Regions from separate parts of the Ovis aries genome. Here region 1 is linked to region 2. A link is a contact called in public Hi-C data. All regions are on one chromosome and are shown on one strand. Each heading gives the region's core, a stretch centred on a gene start, on an enhancer-like site or on the middle of the called end of the contact. The rest is flanking DNA. Distances are from core to core; before and after follow the strand shown.

Region 1 (3,538 bases), core at 383-2,882, 490 kb after region 2:
GCAGGAGCCAAGTTCTGGAGGACACTAACCTATAAACTTCTGAGGATTTCCTCAACGTCTGAGAGGTATACGTAATATACAGGGTGTTCACTTTCAACTTGAAGATTTACTTTGCTTTGTTTTGAGTAACTATCAAATCAAAGAACTCATAAAGATTAGCTTTTTTTTTTAAAGGTCAAAAAGGTCCAACGGGCGCCAGATTTCTTAAAAATCAAACCACTCAGTGGGGTAAGGCTTGTGAAAACACTCAGAAAATCAGGCTGTGCCAGAAGGGGGCTCATTACTAATTAAGGGGGAAAAAAATTGAGGAATCATCTTAGGGTCAGGAGAATAATGTTCTAGCAAGTGGAAAAGGGCCAACTGTGGTAGAAAGAGTGGAGGTCACAGCTCAGGGGATGGTGGGGAGGGGAGGGAGGGGCACTGGTCTTGGCACTGAGGACCAGCCCCCAGTCCCTGTCCTCCTGGGTGGGGTCCTGAAGGGTGGTGGAATGGGGAGCGAGTGATGTGTTGTGTCGTTCCCCACTCCCCCTTCAGATTCCTGGGCCTGCACCCCAGGCCTTCAGTCAAGGGCAGCCTGGCCCCTCAGCTGCACTGGCCATTCAGCCTGAACTGACAACGCTCCATCCTCTACCTGGTACAGCTTCCATTCCTTATACCCAGATCCCTCTCCTCCTCCTTCTCCCTCCCAGATGGAGGGTAAGTTCCTAAAGGGCAGGGACTATGGCTCCCCTCTAGAGATACATTTAGCTAAAGCACTTTTTCTTTCTTTCTCTTTCTCTCTCCCCTCTTCCCTCCTCTTTCTAACTTTTAATTTCATCTCTATGTTGCTATCTCTCTCTCTTTCCTTTGTACCTTCTTTCTCTCTCTTTCCTCAAGAAAGAACTGGCTTGGAGGGGAGCTGGTTTTTCCACTTCTGAGTTCACAAAAGTTCAGAAAAGAAAGGAATTCAGATTCCTTCCCCCCTTGTCCCACCCCAGGGGAAAGCGCTGAGCTAGTAAAAGAACCCTGAAAAGACACAATGGAGAATGTGGGAAATGCGCTCAGGAAGTCAGTGAGTGCTGGGTGGGGGGGTGAGTTAAAGGTGAAGTTGTTTGCGCACCGCCATCAGTACCCTCTTTAGAAACATCCATATGTCTGGGTAGAGAACAGGAGGAGATAAGGAGATATAAAACCCTGACAGGATAAGGGCAGGGCGGGGGGTGGATTTCCTGTAATATTATAATGTCATTTTAACAATAAGTACAACTTCTGGAAGAAAAAGAGAAAGGGGTCAGGGAAAGTGTGGGGTGTGGATTCCCAGTCCTGTGGGCAGCAAAAGTGGGCAGTTCGGCCCGATGTGGGAGACTGGGTTCTAAGAGGACATGGCCCCCCAGAAGGTAAAGATGTGTGTGCTGTCCAGGGGGGGGAAAAGTGGTAGAGAAACCCACCAAATGAATGGACCTAAGCTCCCTGTCTCCCTAAAGTACAGAATGGCAGCACTGGTGTTAAAACTAAACTCCCAGGGGCCCAGAATAGGATGGAACCCTAATTTGAGATACCCACTCCCCCAAACCTGGGGTTTTTTTCCGTAGGGCTTGCTACATTTCATCTAGAAAATTCTAAGTGATCCCACTTCCTGTAGGCATCCCAGTCATTCTGAGCTCTTTGCTGACCTCTGGTGGGGGAGAATTCTACTGGCCCAGAAAAGGTGTCTTTAATAGGGCAACCCCCCTGCCCTGCTTTCCCAGGGACCCCACATCCAGAGGAACCCCCCCCCCCCCAACACCCAGCCCCGGGGAAGGGGGAGAGCTTTGTTAACCTGCCTTGTTCAAAGTTCAGGGCTATGGGTTGGAAGGTGTGGGCAGGAAAAAAGTAAGAAAACCTTTAAAGGAACCCCAGGAAATTAGGAGTTTGAGAGAAACCTGTTGGCATAGAGGATATTTTATTCAGTTTCATTTAATTTTTTCAGTTATAAAGGGGAAGGGGAGAGGGTGTATTTAAGAATGGTGAGTGGAGGGTAGGTTTTGTTGGACAGGAATGAACTCCTGTGACAGGATTTGGTAGGTCCTGGCATGGGAGGAAGTTCACGTGGCCCTTCTCAAATAGATGACCTCATGGTTTTACAGCTGCTGTAGGGAGGGGAGAAGAGAAATGGAAGGGGTCCCTGTTCTCTTTGGAACCAAGGAACTTGGCCCCGGACCCCATCGGATCTCACTGTCCCTCCACTGGACTTGGCCTCATCATGACAGATGTGACCTTCCTTTAAGTCCAGGGTTGGGCCTGAGATGGAGGGTGGAGGTCCTTAGCTGGGAAAAACTCTTCTTAGTAAGAATGCCCATGAAAGCTCAACAGGCTTGCAGCCCTGAGAGGCAGAGAAAGGTCATAAATGGGAGAAAAGAAAAACTAGCCCTGAAATCTCAGAGACCCTCAAAAACCCCAACCATTTTCTCATGAATGGAAAAAACTGTAAGGATTCACCCCCAGCCAGTATCTTTTCTATAAGACAGCACTGAGTATCTACCCCAAAGTCTACGCCCTCATCTCCCAGGATCTTCCCATATTGTCTCAAATGCTAACTCCTCCAGGAACCTCCCAGGGTTTCTCTGATGGACAAAAGGACCTCTGACACCTCTGAATTTCTTTTCTAGCCCTGGATTGGGGTGAGAAAGAATCCCACCCTCTTGTGCATCCTGCAGAGGTTCTCCCAATGACGGGTACCCAGAAATTATTAATTAGGTGCCAAAGAGCAAGAGACAGGCCTAATATTTCCTGTACAAGCTGCTATTTTGGAAAGGATGCTTTAAGAGAAAAGAAAGACGTGTGTGTGCGTGTGTGCGTGTGTGCGTGTGTGCGTGTGTGTGTGTGTGTGTGTGTGTGTGTGTGTGTGTGTGTGTGTGTGTGTGTGTGTGTGTGGCAGGATGGTTATTTGGCATACCTGTCCTATTAAAACTTTTAAGAAGAGAATTAGAGAAGTTTAAAGTGAAAAGGACAGTCCTCTCCTTTTTTCAGATGAGAAAAACTGGGACCCAGAAGATAAACAATTTGCCCAAGGTCTCAGAACTGGTTCCCGGAAGACCGAGGGCACGCAAAAGGGCTGGGAGGTTAGAGGTCACTGTGATAGTGTTTTTTTTGCATGGGCCATGGTCTAACAGAACCACTAGTTAAAAGGGTATCTGTCCTTAGAGATCCATTGTTCCACTGGAAAACCTTTTAAAAAAAAAAGAAAATGATCCCTGGGCCTTGAGGGGCGGGGACTGTGACCCTGGGAAAGAGGATTAGGGGAGGGGGCTGCGGAATTCTGTCTTGGGCGCAAGCTCCCTGTGAATTCTGGAAAGCCAGGCTCTCAATTGTAAAAGCCGAGCGCCATCTGCCAGCCAGATATGAACAGCCTTGCATTATTTTATTGTCTCCACTTCCCAGCCCTAAATAGTTGGTGTTCTGGCCCCTTTCCTTAAAAAAAAAAGGGGAAAAAAAAAGGTATTGCTTGCTCAGAAACCTCCCTAAAGTAAGAATTTTTTTTTTTTTAATCTCAAAAGAAAGGAAGAGAAAACGAGAAAGC
Region 2 (3,482 bases), core at 859-3,358:
CTTTATACTACCGCCTAAATGTCTGAGAAATGGAACGATGTTACTCCATTACAAGTTTTATTGTCTTTATCTCCCAAATCTGAATACATTTCTCCACCTCCAACATCTCCAACTATTTTTTCCTACCTGGACCTCAGCAAATGTGACCTCCTGTGTCCACATCTGCTCGCCAGCCCTCACCCTTCCACACTGTCACAGAAGGACCTCAAGGCTACTAATGAGATTGTCATTCCTGCTTGAAATCCACTGGCTTCTCCCAAACTTAGATGCAAATCCCAATCCTTCACCTGGTCTTCCCCTCCAGCACACGCAGGTACTGCCTGCTTCCCTGATGCCCCCACCCCCACCTCTTATCTTCACCCCAGGGTCTTTGCACTTTCTCTTCTCTCGACCTAGAATATCCTTACTTCTATTCTGCACATGGTCGGCTCCTTCTCATGATTCAGAGAGGCCTTCCCAGACCCCTACATTTAAAGAAGCCTCTCCTGATTACTCTCAATCCTGTTTTGCTTCATTTATAGGCTTTATCATCTTGTTTACTTATGGATTTACTTGTGTGTTGTCTTCTCCCACACTAGAATGTAAGATGCTTGAGAAAATGGAGACTTGCCTTGTCTATGTCATATCCCCAGCAGCTGGCAGGGTTCCTGACAGATAGCAGGACCCCAGTAAACAACTATCAAAGAAATGACTTTCTCTTTAATCTCCTAAAGCTGGAAGATTTTGAAGGAGAAGTTGGATAAGACACGGGGGCGAAGGTGGGGGCGGGAGTGGGGCGGGGGGGGGGGGGGGGGGGGGGGGGGGGGGGGGGGGGGTGGTGACTGGGCGGCGGTTGAGCCGCACAAACATGTAGGACCAGAGTAGAGATAAAGATGATGACGTAAGCCTAACCAGTTGTAGCATGGTGAGGAGGGGAGTGAGGAAGATGGCGGCTGTGCTTCACCTCCCGAAAGTGATGGAGAAGCCCCAGTGGACCCAACCCCGTATGGGTCCATTAGTGACCTGATGAAGACCTCACTGGGATGACATATTGTATAGTCTGTCTACAAGGCTGAGCTAATCCTTGTTGATTAGAGACAAGGGGGTCATTAGGAGAAGTTACCCTTGGCCTAGAACTTCTTTGCTGGGCTATAGGAGCAGGCATCTTTACAAGCCGTGTCCCCCTTCCAGCAGCCCAGACCCCCCACAAGGAACTCCCCCACTTGAATGGCACAGAGGCATCCATCCCACGACCATCCTTTGGGTGGCCGGTGGCCCTGGGACCTCATGTACCCCTGTCTGGGAGCTGTGTTAGCTAATAATCACAAGGGGACCCCCTACAGGGAGGAACTATCTTGTCCTGGGAAGGCCACCCGCGGCCAGCACGGTCTCTAGACTTCCCCCCTGCCCTGTGACCCTGTCAGCAACTCCTCCAGGGCTGTGTGTTTCAGATGGGGAAACTGAGGCTCACAAAGGCCCTGTGACTTGCCCAGTTTCCCCTAGTCAGCAAGAGAAAGAGCAGAGAGTCGATCAAGTCTATGATCTCATTCTGTGTGCCCTCCAGTGAAATGGCCTGGAATCTTGTTTATTTATTTGGGGGTGGGGGTGATTGCAGGCACAAATGCATTAAATAAGGAGCAGACAAAAACACCTGAAATTCGTAAATTCAAGAAGAAGAGATTGGAGAAAAGCCCCTCTTCCTGGGTCCCAAGTCTGGGCCTCTAAGACAAGAAAAGACTGGTGGAAGCTTCTAGAAGGGACTGAGTCTCTAAGAAAACGTTGCGCAGAGAGGTTTACGGTCGCCATCTGCAGTTCCGTCTGCGGCCGCGTGGGCGCACTGTTGTGCAGCGAGTGAGCGCAGTGCGTGGGGGGCGGCGGCGCCGGGACCGCTCGGTTCAGCAGAGCCCAGCGGACGGGCGAGGGGCTACTTGCGGCCCCTTCCCCTTCTTCTGGCCCACACCCCCCGCACTGGTCCTGCTTGTGGTATCGCCCACCGCGAGTTCCAGGCCTCCCCCTAATAGAGCCCAGATGAGGCGGGTCGGGAGGCAGATCCTCGGGGAGAGGAGCTGGAGGGAGAGACACCCCGCGGGGGGAGGGGGCTGGGCCAGGACCAGCTTGCTCGGGCGGACAGCCCGTCCTCCCCGCCTGGGGGCGTCCTGACTCCGCCGAGTCCTCAGGCTGCCTGCACAGGGGCAGTGAAATGCCGCCGGGGAGGTGGGCATTGGGTGGGGGTCCCATGTCCCTCCGGGCGGGCCTGGAGGGGCAGGGAGGTGCCCAACTGGGACACTGAGTACCCTGGCTGGTGTGCGGGGGGGACAGAGTAGCCTGGCTCAGGGGGAAGGGGACCCCAGGAGGGGCCTTGGGAGTGAGGGCTGGGCGCCCTGGGAGAAAGTATCCACCCCTTCTGCCCCTTCCCTATGCCAAGGTCACTGGTGGGCCAGGGTGTTGGGTGGACCACAGAGACTTGGGGCCTGGACACTGACACGAATGCACTTTTCAGCCTAAGGAAAGGGGTGTGTGTATGTGAGAGGCAGAGGTAGGGTGTGTGCGTGCGTGTGTGTGTTTACAGAGGCTACAGAGCCAGACTCTGGGCGCAGGGAGAACAGAGCCGGTGATGGGGTTTCCAGCCCTCGAGGGAGGTGTTTCCACGGTGGTCCACAGCAACAAGCCATGATTTTTCCTGCGTAGTGAGAGAAAGAAATTGATAGATTGACCTTCTTCCCAGAGAACACACACGCGCACACACACACGTGTTTCCCTGAGCAGGAGAGAGCGACAGACAGGGGCCTTCTCACAGCCCGGAGGGTCCCGTCTGGTGGTGCCGGGTGTGGTGCGGGGGGAGGACGTGTGTTTCCTACCGCCCTGTGTTTCTTGGCTGCAGCATAGGAGCCCTTTCCAGGAGGGGATGAGGGAGGGAAAGGGGGAAGAAGGGGGGCATCTCCTGCCCACATGAACACACAGAATCTTCTGCAAACTGCGAAACAGCGTGGCTTCTCAGGTGGGGCGGCCTGAGTGGTGGGGTGGGAGCCATGTGCTCAGGAGCCAGGCGACAAGGAGGCCGTGTGCGTGTGCGTGTGTGTGTGTGTGTGTGAGAGAGAGTTTTTTGGTATGTATTGGGAAAAACAGCATGTATATTTCTCTGCTTGAACAAAATCAACGAAATCAGGAAATGCGCAGTTTGTTCGTAACCACACACGTGTGAAAACACAAACACACACAGTTTTCTTCTTTCCCAGTGTGCACTCTTTCTGGCTTATCTGTGCTGTCCTGAGGAGAGGGGAATGATTTTGGCCTGATGATGAAAAGCTTTAGGGGGAAGACTTTGCCAGAAGGGAAAAAAGAACATTTTCTGCCCGGAGATGCACATGTTTCTGTGCACTGAGAATTACAGTGCTGGGAATTCAGGTGGTGCACACTTAGTGAGAAAACAAAGACCTTCTGCCCGTGTGTGTGTGTGTGTGTGTGTGTGTTTGAAAATGAAGACCTTCTGCCCAAGTGTGTGT

What was found. Hi-C and Micro-C count contacts between places; a contact is called where the count stands out from the background.
Region 1: a contact with region 2 is called in a Hi-C map of liver, with 3 times the contacts expected there. The contact joins two enhancer-like sites. A contact is called at or near these places in 4 of 16 Hi-C or Micro-C datasets (hypothalamus, liver, skin fibroblasts and 1 more).

The regions. Positions count from the first base shown.
Region 1 is chr13:57,190,044-57,193,581 of ARS-UI_Ramb_v3.0, forward strand. The region is part of intron 1 of GNAS (GNAS complex locus); the gene reads right to left. It overlaps LOC101102411 (neuroendocrine secretory protein 55), which reads right to left. Exons shown (of 2, transcript XM_060396969.1): 2 at 1-3,538. Among named protein-coding and RNA genes, the nearest start is that of GNAS, 28 kb to the right of the region's middle. Within about 2 kb of position 1,633, at least 5 of the 54 cell types and tissues checked have an H3K27ac peak or open chromatin away from gene starts, as enhancers often do. A contact at or near this core is called in liver, where this site is marked.
Region 2 is chr13:56,694,658-56,698,139 of ARS-UI_Ramb_v3.0, forward strand. No RefSeq gene overlaps it. Among named protein-coding and RNA genes, the nearest start is that of EDN3, 90 kb to the right of the region's middle. Within about 2 kb of position 2,109, at least 17 of the 54 cell types and tissues checked have an H3K27ac peak or open chromatin away from gene starts, as enhancers often do. A contact at or near this core is called in liver, where this site is marked.